Regions from separate parts of the Xenopus laevis genome. Here region 2 is linked to region 1. A link is a contact called in public Hi-C data. All regions are on one chromosome and are shown on one strand. Each heading gives the region's core, a stretch centred on a gene start, on an enhancer-like site or on the middle of the called end of the contact. The rest is flanking DNA. Distances are from core to core; before and after follow the strand shown. Region 1 has its middle 23 kb from the start of eif4b.L. Region 2 holds the start of krt8.1.L (keratin, type II cytoskeletal 8-like).

Region 1 (7,944 bases), core at 2,427-4,926:
GTAGTCGGACGTAGACGTTATCCGGGGAGGTCATTAGGACCTGTGCAGAGAGATGATAGGCACGGCCAGTACACGCCACTTCAGGTTTCCGGAGTTGCTTGAGCAGAAGATTCTGGTTCAGCCTGTGGGGAAGATGAGAGGTTGGAGGACTCCAGCCATTTCAGTGTCTCCTCTGGTGACGTGAAGAAATACGCTCTATCACCCTTTACGATGCGCAGACGCGCTGGGAAGGACATAGAGTATGGGAGTTGCAATTTTCTTAGCCTTTCCTTTATGGTTGTAAACTTAAGCCTTTGGTTGCGAACTTCCATAGAAAAATCTGGGAAGATCGAGACACGTTGGTTTTCAAATTGTATAGGCCCCAGGGTTCTTGCCAGTTGCAGGATCCTGTCACGGTCCCTGTAGTTGAGTAGGCGGGCTACAATCGGGCGAGGTCAGGAGCCTGGTGGTGGGGCCTTCCCAGGAACCCTATGCGCCCTTTCCAGTACAAAGCTGCGTGAGAAAGCGTCTTTCCCAAATGTATGTAGTAGCCAGTTTTCCAGAAAAAGTTCCATTTGGCGCCCCTCAGCCCTTTCAGGTATGCCCACTTCTCTGATGTTATTGCGCCTAAGCCTATTCTCCAAATCGTCAGTTTTGGCTTGCAGGGCCGCAATGTCGCGCGAGTGCGCACTTACAGTTTTGTGTAGAGGTTGTGTTCTGTCCTCTAACTCAGAGATGCGTCGTTCTGTTTCCTGCGTGCGCTCTCTCAGTTTTTGCACATCTAGTTTCATAATATTAAAGTCCATTTTGATAGCATCAAGTCTGTTAAGGACTGTGGCGTGGTTAGCGTGAAGTAATTGGATAACTTCCCCCAGGGTCGGTTCAGGATTGACCGTTGTGGAGGGAGGGGGGTTATCCCTTAAGGAGTCAGCCATAGCATGACACGTGGCGTCAGGGGTCTGCGCTTGGTCCGTGTCAGTTAATGGGTAACGGGCAAATTTCCCCAATGTTTGGGCCGCAGTGGCGCTCACCTTGGTAATGCGGGAGCTGCTAGTTTCCCCACCTGCGTCTCCCTCTAGTGCTGCAGTGTCGGCGCCGCCATTTTGCAAGGGCCCATGCTGCGGATCGATTCCTTTGCCGCGTGTCTGTGCAGGCTTGTTTTTGCCCATGGCGAGGCGTTGTGCGGTAGTACTGCGTGCCCCTCACTTGTTGGAGAAAGGATTGTTGATCCTGCGCAGGTATTTCAGGGTTTATTTCAGGATATATGCCCGGAGCTCAGCACCGTGCGTCTCACTCCATTAGCCGTTGGCCACGCCCCCCCTATTGCAAAGTATTTCATGAAAATATCCTTTGGTAGTATAGAAACAGCTGAACCTGTATCAAGCATCAGGTTAATGGAGAGTCCCTTGTCAGCAGAAGCAGTATTGACACTGACAGTGCATATAAACTTGTCTGGAATAAATGTACCAGCTTTATCCACACTTAATACTGTGAAATTTGTAGTAGTGACTTCATGAACATCTTTAGCAGAACTACGGCAGATCTTAGCAAAATGTCCTACTTTTGTGCAGTTGCGGCACCGTTTAGCTTTTGCAGGACATGTAACATGATTTGCAGTGTGTTGTGTTGAACCACAGCGAAAGCAGTATTTTCTATTTGTATTTGCTGCACGGTTTTACAGTGTAGGTGAATCCCTTTCCTTAGCACTGTATTTTGCCTGTGACTGTGCATTATTAGGCCACAGTACTGTATTCCCAGCAGTTCCCTGACTAACAGGGGAATGTAATAAAAGTCGCAAAGAGCAAAACAATTCGCACCAATAAGACTAAAAATCCACATCTCGCAATGTAATATTGTTCCTTAAACTGTTATTGCATTGCGAATTTTAATTGCGCATTGCGAATTTTAATTGCGCACTCATAAGAAGTGCTTGAAGGTGTCGTAATCTTTTGGAGCAAACATAACGACTTTTTCAGTAAGAAGTTTTATTACATTGACTGCGCATTGGCGCAAACTCTAAAATTCGCAAACGGTCTTTCACTGTCGGAAGTGGTCGCTAAACAGTTTCCGGGCTCGCAAAAGCTATATTAAATTCGCACAAAGCTAAATTTGTTCGCGCAAAGGCATAACTTTTCGCATTGCGAATAGTTTTTCTGTTAGCGATTTTTATTACATTCCCCCGTTAGAGTTTTAGCCTCTGCCATTGCTGTTTCAATTTGGATAGCAACTGTAATAGCCTTTGCAAGGGTTAAATCCTGTTCTAGGAGCAGTCTCTCGCTAATGCGAGGTGAGTTTGTTTTTTCCACTATTTGGTCTCTTAGCATTTCATCAGAGTCCCAAAGGTGCTACAAATTGGTCTGTGGATTCGCCATTACGTTGTCCACGTTTTCCACGTTGTCCACGTGGAATTGATATCTTTCAGCAACCAAAAGGTGCAGGCTGCTGCAGAGGTAGAAGATCCATCTCGTCGTCAATTGTTATGTTTTGGGTAGCCGAGGATGAGTAGAATATAACATATATTCTATATTTACAGAGGTTGACTGTCTCTATAACTGCACTTACTGCATTTTATACAGGTAGATAGATGACAGACAGTCTCTATTGTTGCCACCAGCACCATGTTTCATGGAAACTTCAGATGAAGTACTTGCTACTCGATGCTAAATACACTAATCGTGCAGCGTCCATTGCAGGCCATAGGCAGTGTTGGTTGGATAGATGATGTGGAAAGGAGCCAACACACCAGTGACCCACCCCTAGCAATTCTAGCAATGCACTTGCTCTGCCATAAGCAACTTGCTCCTCACCAGCTAAATCAGGTATGACCATGCTGAGTGACTTTATCAATCATTGACAGCAATGTCTTGAGAAATGACTTTGTAACTGGGAACTAACTTGCACAAATTCAAACTGTGTCCCCTAACCTGCTCTCACATACACACAAACATACATTTCTACCAAGATATGAAAGGTCAAGTCAAGCCTCAAGTAAACATATCTTTGTATTAGGTCTTTTCAACTAAATAACCTACAGTATCTGTAGTATCTAAATAACCTTCAGTATCACCCATGAGAAATTTCCTCTCCCAAAGGCAACAAATCACCTGAAATTACCTTCATACTGGCACCAATGGGAAAAGCTCTGGGTAAGACATATCAGTTGTATAATCTCTTGAGATATAATTTCAGGTGTTTGAAGTGCTTTACAAGAGAAGATTCCTATTGGTGACAGTATGAATGTGTTTTGCATCACTTAAAAAGCTAGTACATCTTCCACTAAATGTTTGCACCATGTAAATTTATTACGGCACATGGCACTGGTTCACTGTCACTATATAGTGGGCTGGAGGGGGCTGTTTGGACCTCTGTGTACTTGAAATGCCAGGGCCTATTTTGAATCAAAGTCCAGACTTGCTGGGGTATATGGGCTTTGTTTTTAGATTTAGATATACACATTACAGCAAGCAATCAGGCAGCTCAGACCGGAATATGAAATAATGAAGGGAAAACTGTTTTTTTTAACAATATTCTATGCCATTTTGCCAATATTGTTTACTGAGGATTTTTGAAGAATTAAATGAAAGATTCAGTACATAAGAGATGGGAAGGCAAATGTGGCACTAATGCTATGTGTGCACAGCTGTGTCTTCCTGTGTGTTTTGTTTGTTGCATTGTGCTCCGTATGTGTAAGTTGTGTGAGAGTGCAAAGCAGCGGGAAGCCCTGAGAGTTTGACAGTGTACACAATGGCTTAGGGGAAGTACACTACATCAAGCAGTTCTTCTCTAAACAAACATCAGAAAACTCTGTGAACTGATGGAAGCTATTATGCCTGTTTGCTCCAAAACATTTTATAAATAGTCACAAAAAAAATATTACGCCACAGAAGCAGATCTTGGCCAGATCGGGCTAATGTGATTGTGTTTCCCCTGGCCAAAGATGATACAATCATTTGGGCCTATAGAGACCCACTAGCAGAGGACCATATCAATGGATTGATGCAGTGTTAGGCTGTGGAAATACATTTGGCACATGTGGTTTCATCTGGTGTCTATTGTGTGGGGATAATACATTCTGGGAAAAGACTGTGTGGGATAGCAGGTATAGTAGGAAGAGATGGTGCCCACAGTAACAGTGGGATAATAGTCTCTGGGAAGGGAGTGTGACTGTGGGATAGCAGGTATAGTAGGGAGGGATGGTGCCTATAGTAACAGTGGGATAATAGTCTCTAGGAAGGGACTGTGGCTGTGGATAGCAGGTATAGTAGAGAGAGATGGTGCCTATAGTAACAGTGGGATAATAGTCTCTAGGAAGGGAGTGTGACTGTGGGATAGCAGGTATAGTAGGGAGAGATGGTTCCTATAGTAGCAGTGGGATAATAGTCTCTGGGAAGGGAGTGTGACTGTGGGATAGCAAGTATAGTAGGGAGAGATGATGCCTATAGTAGAAGTGTGATAATAGTCTCTGGGAAAAGACTGTGGCTGTGGGATAGAAGGTATAGTAGGTTGAGATTGTGCCTATAGTAGAAGTGGGGGTAATAGTATTTGGGAAGGGACAGTGGCTGTGGGATAGTATGTATAGTAGGGGAGACTGTGCCTAAAGTAACAGAGGGTATAGCATCTTGAAAGGGGACTTGGGTGTAAGTAGGGTTGCCACATTTTCTGGAAAAAAAAACGGCTTTCCTATCCTTTTCCCCTATTAATAACATTGGGATCAACAATAATTTTTACCGAACAATACCAGCTAGGTGGCAACCCTAGGTGTAAGGGACACATCCCAAAACCTTACCGTAGGCCCAGTCTACAAAATATTTTTCTTCTCTGTTCACCCATCATTAGTTTATTATCCTAATCTTTTCTCTCTTCAGCTTATCATCTATATAGATCTGCATACTTTCAGAAATGAGAATTTTACCAGGTTTGCCAGTAGAACACAGAAGAATAAAAGCATGCAAATGTTTTTTCACATAGCAGTGCCCCATGCATCACTTCTGCACATAGTTTAGCTTTTCATTGTTTAAGTTAAAAATCCTTGGAGAAGGTTCCAGTATCCTGGAACAGGTAGGAAAGGCTGTGGGCTATCAGCGCATATCTGCTGGGGCTGGGCTGCTATAGGGTGCAGACAAACATGTGGAAGACATAAAAGAGACCAATAAAGGTGCACATGACAACGTGAACTAACACACACAACAGGTTGGGACCTACTGCACTTTGTACAGAGACTCAGTTCCATATGTACATAACATGGAAAATCAGAAAGCAGCCGGGCCTCCTCCCCCACCGCATTAATAGTCATATGAATGAAAGGATTAGTCTTCCTGCTAATGGGCAGCACCCTGCCAACCAATCACACACATCCAGGTGTCAGTGGCTGCATTGCCAAGCAGTTTCCATTTGTAGCAGAAAAAAACATACCTGCCGTAGTCGGAACAGACACTGCCACTCTGACAAAGGTAGTTATACACGGGCAAAGTACTCTGTTAATATAGCTGCCAGCATAATGCAGTATATGTGCACTTTAATCAGTTTATCAGCACCAAGATGTATGTTGAACTGGAGGAGGTATAGGTACCTGCACCGGTGGAAAGGGAAGAAGAACTACAAAGCTGTATATTGAATATCCTGCAGCTGCAGTTGGCCTATAACCACCACCACCTCTATAGTAAAAATCTTGAAAATTAAATATACTACACAGACAAAGACAAGAAATGCTCTTCATTCACATATATCATTATGTTTAGGACATTAAAGGAGAACGAAACCTTAAAAATGAATATGGCTAAAAATGCCATATTTTATATACTGAACTTATTGCACCAGCCTAAAATTTCAGCTTGTCAATAGCAGCAATGATCCAGGACTTCAAACTTGTCACAGGGGGTCACCATCTTGGAAAGTGTCTGTGACACTCACATGCTCAGTGGGCTCTGAGCAGCTGTTGAGAAGCTAAACTTAGGGGTCATCGCAAATTATCAAGTTGAAAATTATGTTGTCCTGTAATATAAGCTGATGCTACAAGGCTGATTGTTAAATTCTGGTACAAGTTTCACTGGTTTCTGTGCTGCCATGTAGTAATTATCTGTATTAATTACTTATCAGCCTTATATTGTGACATTTCTATTCTATGTGTACTGTATATTGTGAGTGGGTCCCTAAGCTCAGTAAGTGACAGCAGCACAGAGCATGTGCAGTGAATCAGCAGAGAAGAAGATGGGGAGCTATTGGGGCATCTTTGGGGACACAGATCTTCCCTGCTAAAAGGCTGTGGTTGCCTTGGGCTGGTGCAGAAGCCCAAAACAAAATGTACAACATTTCTAGCTACTTCTTTAGTTAGGCTTTAGTTCTCCTTTAAGATATTGTGTGCATATAACTACTAAAAATACCTTCCCCTGCAAAACAGGGATTGTTTGTCCATATAATATATTGAAGCTGGCCAACTATGTGAAAGTCTTCTCTGGTCTTGCCAGCCCAACACTCACTTTCATGAGATTCACTGAAAATACTTCTAAATATTAATAAAATACTGCTCCTGAATAATCCATAACAAAAATGGATAGTTCTGCTCACCATTAAATATTTTTTCATTATTAAGGGGGCATGAAATGAGAGTGTGACCCCAAAATTTATATAACAAGAAATTCTATGCACTCTGCAGTATTGATTGTCCATATATTGCAATATATTCAAGCTGGTCACAGTCAAGCCCTTGTTTAAAGGAGAGGGCAGTTTTTAGTAGCTGTATGCACCAAATGTCTTAAAAGACCAGTAACTTTAAAAAAAAAAAAAGGAAAAAAATTTGTTTGTATATAACGGGAAAAAAAACACCATGACATATTTAACTTTAAGTCTTTATTAAGAAATAATTTACCAATACTCCGCTTGCGCTCCTCCCCAGGGCGATGATCCATTTCGACGGTCGATTTCTCCTCCCTGGCTATCTCCTATAGAAGGCAGGGAGGAGAAATTGAGTGTTGCACGATGGATCGTCACCCTGACGCCTTTCTGAAGAGGAGCTCAAGCTGAGTATCGGTAAATTATTTCTTAATAAACACTTTTAAAATTAAATATATCTTGGTGGGTTTCTTACGTTATATTCAAACAAATTTTTTAGTATGTTATAGAATGGCCAGTTATCAGCAACTTTTCAATTGGTCTTTTCATTTTTTATAGGTTTTTAATTATTTGCCTTCTTCTTCTGACTCTTCCCAGATTTCAGATGGGGGTCACTGAATGCTACAAATGTATTGTTATTGCTAGTTATTATTACTCACCTTTCTATTGAGACCGTCCCCGTTCACATTCCAGTCTCTTACTCATATCAATGCAGGGTTGCTAGAGTAATTTGGGGGAAAATAGCAATGGGAGGCAGGTTTAGCATAGGATCAGGAGCAAAAAGACAAGGACGCCACATCTCCAGGAAGAAATACAGGTTTATTCAGGCAATTCTTCGCCAACATATAGTTTATAAGGACACAACTCATTAGCAGTTCAACAGCATGCATTCACACCTTTCCCCCTCTCTTTGGGGTTCTCACCATTCAGAGCAGCTTCTACAATCTGGAATTTCTCTTTCAAAGACACAAATTCACGAGCTTCTGGCCTGACTCACCTTCTGGCAACACCACACCCAACTCCAGCACAAGGAGGTCTCCATGGAGCACTAAGGTCTAATCCCACATCTCTTTTATTTGCTGCTCACCTGCAGCCTAATCAGACAGCTGAAAACACTAAATGGAGTATGGAATGGAGGGCCCGCCCTGCTTCTGCTCCATTTATTATAGGGGCCCATTTATCTAGCTTTTCCTATAACAGCAACATAAACACTTACTTGCTGTAACACTATACATTCACCCTGGAATTAACAGTTTACCAGTTTAACACTCATAATCATCTCTAAAGCGGGCCATAGAGGCAAAGATCCGATCGTACGAATCGAGGATTCGTACGATATTCGGACCGTGTGTGGAG
Region 2 (7,944 bases), core at 2,868-5,367, 110 kb before region 1:
AGGAAACGCACCTGAGAAAAGAAAGCGCATTTCACTTTCTGCCGGTCACTACGGGATTAAACGCTGCTGCTCTTCTGAGCAACATTTGTGAGCCCAGGACTGGTCCTGATGAAGTCACTTTGCTTTCAGCAGGAGGCCCTCACAGACATCCCAGTCATTGTGATTAACCCTTTATAGTCACCTCAACCAGAGCACAATGTGTGCAGGGCAAAATCAGAGGGTAGAGTATATGGTTTCAACAAATTATTGGGGGGGTTCATTGCTTAAAGGAACAGTAACATCAAAAACTGAAAGTTTTTAAAGTAATGAAAATATCATGTAGTGCTGCCCTGCACTGGTAAAACTGATCTGTTTGCTTCAGAAACACAACTATAGTTCATATAAACAAGCTGCTGAGCAGCAATGGCGGAAATTGAAAAACGGCTATATGGCACAGGATAAGTAATGGATAACAGATATCATTATGTTCTACAGAGCTTATCTGCTATCTGCTGTGTAACTTGAGCCTTTTCTCCTTTGAATAGCTACCCCATGGCTACACAGCAGCTTATTTATATAAACAATAATAGTGTTTCTGAAGCAAACACAGCAGTTTTACCAGTGCAGGGCAACACTGCACTATGTTCTTATTACTTTAAAACAATTTAATTTTTTGATGTTACTGGTCCTTTAATTCTCCAAAGTATCACGGTTGGCAGTTTATCCAGGTGCCTATGGGCAGCTCAGTGAATAGTGATTGGCAGCACATGGGTCTCTAGGTTAGAATCCAGACAGGGCAGGATAGTCCACAGTGCACCAGTGGTCCTGTATAAATAAATGTTATATTAAAGGGGAACTATCACAAAAATATACAATATAGGCTTCAGCATACTGAAAAAAGAAACTTTCTACATACAATCAATTAAATATTCTGTAGGTTTCTGAAATAATCAAGTTAATATTCACTATCACTCTTTCAGCACCCGTTTCTTTTCATTCTCTCTTCATGCAGCAGTTGGGTGTCAGATAATCATTGACAGTTAAATCTAATATATCTTATAGGGGGGCTTCCTTTTGCCTAGAAGATGTATTAGAGCTCACTCTATGAGACATCATGTCTCTCTACATGCAGGATTTGTGCAAAAGGCAGTTATTGTTAGATTTTTTTTGTACTGGAATCGGTTACTTGAGTGAGCTCTAGTTCATTTGCTAGGAAAGAAGCCCCCTATAAGATATATTGGATCTAACTGTCAATGATTATCTGAGGACAGAATGAAGAGAAACAGATGCCGAGAGAGATAATGAAGATAAACTTGATTTCAGAAAAAAACACAGAATATTTAATTGATTGTATTTACAAAGTTTATTTTTTGTATGATGAAGCTTTTATTGAATTTTCATTTGTGTTATAGTTCCCCTTTAAAAAAACCCCCCACAAATGAATAGGACCAAGGGTTAATGTATGATTTCTCAGTAGAAACGGAATTTCCCATTAACAGTGCTTTTCCCAAGCCACAGGACCCGGCACAACAGCTCTATATTTGGTTTGGGCGCAGATAGGACGCGGTGGAGCAGACTTTGTTCCATGACATTAAATGGTGTGTGTGCAGAGTGAGGTGGAGCGCATGTTCATGTCCCTATAAGGCAATGTCTGCAGGTAACCTGTCCCCTCCTGCCCCTCCCTTGCAGCTTCGGCACATTGTGAATTTATGAGAGACCTGCTATCTATATAGGGCCCAACATTCCCGATGGATAATCGTTCCCAGATGCTAAAACTAAACCTGCTGATCCATGAGGGCTTTAGGGCGTGGAACCAACTGGAAAGCTGTAACTGTCGTTTCCATGCATACATGGGGACAGAGATCAGTTACATAGCAACAGGGACATGGGCCAAAACAAACTTTTGGGGGGTCTATTTATTAAGCTCAAGCTATGCTTCATCTGTTATTGGTCTATGACTTATTTTATATTATTTAATAATAATTGAATAATATTTAATGTCCACAGGTTGGGCAGATGGATTATACACTGCTGCTGCAATCTTCACCCACAATGGGGAACATTATCGAGTTTTTCCGTAATTTCCTTACCTACAATGTCACTGTATGTAGGAACCCCTAAAGAACAGCTCTATATTAGCAGTAACCCATACAGAACACACAGGTGCAAAGGGTGTTAATCGGATTCAGTGCGTGCCAATTAGGAGAGTAACAGAGTGCAGCAGACTGAGCAAGTATTTGCCTTGGCATAACCTGCAGCCTGTCCTGGGGTAGGTGCATTGGCCATTAATTCAGAGATAATGAAAGTAGAAGCAAATGTGCTGCCCGAGCACAAGAACAATCCACCATAAAGCAGAAAAATAACAGAAACCTTTGGGGTAACTGCGCAACCTGCATATGTACAAGGATCTAGTGCAGCTGCATCGGACACATTCTCACAGCAGGAGGGACGGGTGAAAGACTCATCAGTTATTGAGTGAGAGTCTAGTAAGTCAGATCCACCACCTGGAGTTGTCTTTCCCAAGCTGAAAAACAGCTCTCAGCATCAAAGCATACTGGGAGGTGTAGTTCAGCAAGTTATGTTGTTAGCTGTACTACACAGAGTAGAGCTGCTCATCCCCACCCTGAGCTCTCCTATTAACCGGATAAGCGCTGACCTACACCTTGGGAGGGGCATTTGGTTCTGCTCTTCACTTCTGCCATTGGCAGGACAGGGTGAGATCTTGGCAGCTTCTCTCACAAACATAAAACTGGACTTTAGAGATTTAAAAGGAAATAGTTTTAGAAAAATGCAGCAGGTACATAAATGCAGCGGCCATTAGTCCCATGTCAGCCAGTCACCAGTCTCCATACAGAGAAAACCTGCTCTCTGACACCCAATAGGAATGGGGCTCAGGACAAACAAGCCCTTAGTCATTGCATTTTATAATGCCGCCAGCAAAAGTTCTTTGGCTTAAGCAAATAAGGAAACAAATGGCACATGTCACAGCCACAAGTGCCCGGCAAATGAAAAGTAACCGCTTATATAGATATAAAGTTCCCAATATGGAAATTAAAGGAGCCCAATTCGGTGCAAAGGTGACAGTGGAAGTTTCACTTGTAGCAGCGGAGAGAGGGGGAAGGGCTGAAGACAGGGCGTCAATTGCAACGGAACCTATTGAATCGCTTTCAGCGCAACGTTTCGGCCATATTTTATAGGCACCGACTAGTGAGAATAAAGGTGAGTCAGCACAAGTGCCACAACTCCGGGGAAAGAAAGGTCGCTGCCTTTACTCGGGATAAAGGGTCGCTGCCTTTACTCGGGATAAAGGGTCGCTGCCTTTACTCGGGATAAAGGGTCGTTGGATAAAGGGTCGCTGCCTTTAATCGATATAAAGGGTCGCTGGATAAAGGGTCGCTGCCATCATTTGGGATGAAGGGTCGCTGCCATTATTTGGGATAAAGGGTCGCTGCCATTATTTGGGATAAAGGGTCGCTGCCATTATTTGGGATAAAGGGTCGCTGCCATTATTTGGGATAAAGGGTCGCTGCCATTATTTGGGATAAAGGGTCGCTGCCATTATTTGGGATAAAGGGTCGCTGCCATTATTTGGGATAAAGGGTCGCTGCCATTATTTGGGATAAAGGGTCGCTGCCATTATTTGGAATGAAGGGTCGCTGGATAAAGGGTCGCTGCCATTATTTGGGTCGCTGCCACTCCCTGTGCCCGGGCCACTCACCTTGTCAATGAAAGAGGCAAACTTGTTGTTGAGAGTCTTGATCTGCTCCTTCTCCTCGGTTCTCACTTGCTGGATGGAAGGGTCGATCTCGAGGTTGAGGGGTGCCAGGAGACTCTGGTTGACGCTGACCGATGTGATTCCCGCAGATCCCACACCTGCGCCCCCAAAACCGCTCCTGTAGCCGCTCCCGAACCTGGAGGCTCCTCCATAGCTGGACCCCAGGCTGAAAGAAGCGGTGCTGGCTCTACTCGCCATGGGGGCGCCGCTGTACGAGAAGCTGCTGAAGCCGCCGGAGCGGGGGGCAGCGCTGCTGGTGCGGTAGGTCATTTTGGTTGTTCTAACAGACATGGTGCAAGTGTTAGTGCCGGCGGTGTCTAACTGAGAAGTTGCTGGAGCTCAGGACAGGCTGAGGCTGATGGGAGACGCTGCGCTTATATGCGAGGCTGGGAGCAGGGGGCGCCGCTGTGCGAGTACCTGAGTGGCTGGAGCACAGGAGGGCGGGGTTTCCACCTGTTGGACGTATGGGACGGGCGAGCTGACGCTAGAGGGCGCTGCACTGTTATTCCTTATACAGAGAATGGGATCCCTGGAGGGTTAAAAGCCTGAGGTGGGGTTTGTGTGAGGAATGTGCCCCCGCCGGCCCAGCCCAGAAGGAAAACTTCTGTCACAAACACAAGGGAGGGGATGTCCGGCTGTGCTGAGGCTTCTTTTATTTGTCTCATCTGTATCAATTTACACTCCTTTACTTAAAAAGGACCTTTGAGTTAACTTTTAATTTGCAAGTTCAACAATCTGGTTGCTGGGGTCCAAATTACCCTAGCAACCGTGCATTGCTTGGAAAAAGAGACTGGAATGTGAATAGGAGAGGCCTGAAAAGAAAGACAATTAAAAAGAAGCAATGAAAATACATTTGTCGCCTTACAGAGCATTTTTTTTTTACATGGGGTCTGCGACCCCCATTTTTCAAAAACTGTATCAAATAAAATTTGAAGACCGATTGAAAAGTTGCTTACAACTGGCCATTCTATAACATACTAAAAGTTAACTTAAAGGTGAACCACCCCGTTAACCATAATGGGGCAGATTTACTAAAGGGGCGAATTGTCGCCAGTGACCACTTCACCAGGCGCAAGTTCGTTACCACTACGCTAATTCACTAAAATGCAAAGTTGCGACCTGGGTGCCTAACGCTGGCAACTTTTCGCTAGCGATACTTCTTCAGTGCGAGTATTCCATATCGAGGATTCACTAGCGTTCGTTTATGCCTAGCGAAAAGTCACGTGATCTTACGCTTAGTAGTGATGTGTGGACGTCTTTATTACATTAGAGATGTTGGTGCAAATGCTTCAAGTGGTCACTTTTTATTACAAATGGCCAGAGAACTTTAATAAAGACAAAAGAGATCATATAATGCCCTGCACATGAGCCCATTGTATAATGAATGTTCCATGCCCCTCAAATGTCTGGAGAAAATGTTAACCCAAAAAAATTCAAGTCAGGACTTTTGCAGGCAATGCCGCTTAAAAAAAGGAAGAGTTGCCAGCCTTTTTTTTCAACTTTAATGCATTTTTCGGCTCACAGGATATGATGTAAGTGACAGAAGATTGAGGAAGATCTAGCTTCTTTTTAGCACTTCGCTTGGTCTGAGGTGGCGAAGTCAACTCCGCACTTCACTGAATTCGCCTGGCAACGACCATTCACCTGGCAAAAAGTTGCCTGACGACAGAGTTTCGAATGAACGCTAGTGACGGTCTCTTTCACTAGCGAATTGTCGTCTGCGCCTGTAAATTGGCAATGTCGCTGCGGATGTGATTTCTGGCAAAAACTTCGCCCTTTAGTAAATCTGCCCCAATGAATCACTGACGGGGCCCACAAAGGGATTAGGATTAGATAGCGCCACTGTGCTGAGACTTTAGCTCAATATGGGTCTCAATAATACAGTGTGATGAAAGTAGAAACACTGGGGCTCATTTATCAACACTGGGTAAATTTGCCCATGGGCAGCAACCAATCAGTGATTAGCTTTGTGAAACCAGCTGCAAGTAGAACAATGAATGCAGCAATCTCATTGGTTGCCATGGGTTACTGCCCACGGGCAAATTTGCTCAGTGTTGATAAATGAGCCCCACTGAGCGCAACCATTGCTCAGCATATAGACTGTAGGAATGGTTCATATACAGGCTATGAGGCATGCATTACTATACAGTAACACTCAACTCCTAAAGAGATAAAACCATAAACACCAACTCTCTAGATGACAATCTCTAAATTCCTTCCCATTAAAATAAGTGTGGCTAATTCCAGCTCATTAGCCCTTGAATGAATAAATTACTACACCCTTCTAATTCATAAATCACTAAATGATTAAACAATTAGATGGGCCAATCAAGCCCTCGGCTACACCCGTATTCACAAAATATGCCTTGTTGATAATTTAGAGACTAGACGTAGGAGTAGAAATTGCTTATTAATGCATTCACTATTACAGTTAATTAGCCACCAGTATATATGTGTACTTAATAACCTCCCTGGACAATAGTAACCCACTCCAAATGGCCACTTGGGTATAGAAAAAAACTATGAAGTAACAAGGGTTCTTTTTTCTTTAGGAGTGTCTTTGGATACAGATGTCCTCATTTAATCTATAAGCATATAAATAATTTGAGCATGGGTTGATATACAGACTGTTGGGCATGGGATAGTTCTCCTATTTTCCTAGTTTCTTCTCTACGGAAATAGGGTCCACTGACACCTAGCGCACTGGGAGTTTTCTGGTATTCCGGTGGGCCAAACTCTACACTCATAATAAGCCAGTTCCATAATAAGTATACTTAATACATATTACTGTCACCATCTCTCCCTACTATACCCGCTATCCCACAGCCACAGTCCCTTCCAAGAGACTATTATCCCACTGTTACTATAGGCACCATCTCTCCCTACTATACCTGATATCCCACAGTCACACTCCCTTCCCAGAGACTATTATCCCACTGTTACTATAGGCACCATCTCTCCCTACTATACCTGCTATCCCACAGCCACACTCCCTTCCCAGAGATTATTATCCCACTGTTACTATAGGCACCATCTCTCCCTACTATACCTTCTATCCCACAGCCACAGTCCCTTCCCAGAGACTATTATCCCACTGTTACTATAGGCACCATCTCTCCCTACTATACCTGCTATCCCACAGCCACACTCCCTTCCCAGAGACTATTATCCCACTGCTACTATAGGCACCATCTCTCCCTACTATACCTCCTATGCCACAGTCTATTCCCAGAGACTATTGTCTCCACTGTTACTATAGGCACCGTCTCTCCCTACTATACCTGCTATCCCACAGTCACACTCCCTTCCCAGAGACTATTACTGTATTTTCAGTGCTACTATAGGCAGCTACTATAAAGTACACACAATTATGTGTGGTAAGTTATAAAGTGTGATACCAGTCTCTTCCGAGAGACTATTATCCCACTGTTACTATAGGCACCATCTCTCCCTACTATACCTGCTATCCCACAGTCACACACCCTTCCCAGAGACTATTATCCACTGTTACTATAGGCACCATCTCTCCCTACTATACCTGCTATCCCACAGTCACACTCCCTTCCCAAAGACTATTATCCCACTGTTACTATAGGCACCATCTCTCCCTACTATACCTGCTATCCCACAACCACATTCCCTTCCCAAAGACTATTATCCCACTGCTACTATAGGCACCATCTCTCCCTACTATACCTGCTATGCCACAGTCTATTCCCAGAGACTATTGTCTCCACTGTTACTATAGGCACCGTCTCTCCCTACTATACCTGCTATCCCACAGTCACACTCCCTTCCCAGAGACTATTACTGTATTTTCAGTGCTACTATAGGCAGCTACTATAAAGTACACACAATTATGTGTGGTAAGTTATAAAGTGTGATACCAGTCTCTTCCGAGAGACTATTATCCCACTGTTACTATAGGCACCATCTCTCCCTACTATACCTGCTATCCCATTGTCACACTCCCTTCCCAGAGACTATTATCCCACTGTTACTATAGGCACCATCTCTCCCTACTATACCTCCTATGCCACAGTCTATTCCCAGAGACTATTGTCTCCACTGTTACTATAGGCACCGTCTCTCCCTACTATACCTGCTATCCCACAGTCACACTCCCTTCCCAGAGACTATTACTGTATTTTCAGTGCTACTATAGGCAGCTACTATAAAGTACACACAAT

The links. Hi-C and Micro-C count contacts between places; a contact is called where the count stands out from the background.
Region 2: a Hi-C map of animal cap shows a contact between it and region 1, with 5 times the contacts expected there. The contact joins the promoter of krt8.1.L here to the enhancer-like site in region 1. A contact is called at or near these places in 3 of 4 Hi-C or Micro-C datasets (the XL177 cell line, the XTC cell line and animal cap).

What each region holds. Positions count from the first base shown.
Region 1 is chr2L:155,894,668-155,902,611 of Xenopus_laevis_v10.1, reverse strand. No RefSeq gene overlaps it. Among protein-coding and RNA genes, the nearest start is that of eif4b.L, 23 kb to the right of the region's middle. Within about 2 kb of position 3,676, at least 1 of the 7 cell types and tissues checked has an H3K27ac peak or open chromatin away from gene starts, as enhancers often do. A contact at or near this core is called in animal cap, where this site is marked.
Region 2 is chr2L:156,001,347-156,009,290 of Xenopus_laevis_v10.1, reverse strand. It overlaps krt8.1.L (keratin, type II cytoskeletal 8-like), which reads right to left and starts at 4,117. Exons shown (of 9, transcript XM_018247587.2): 1 at 3,698-4,117; 2 at 1-11. The coding sequence starts at 4,045.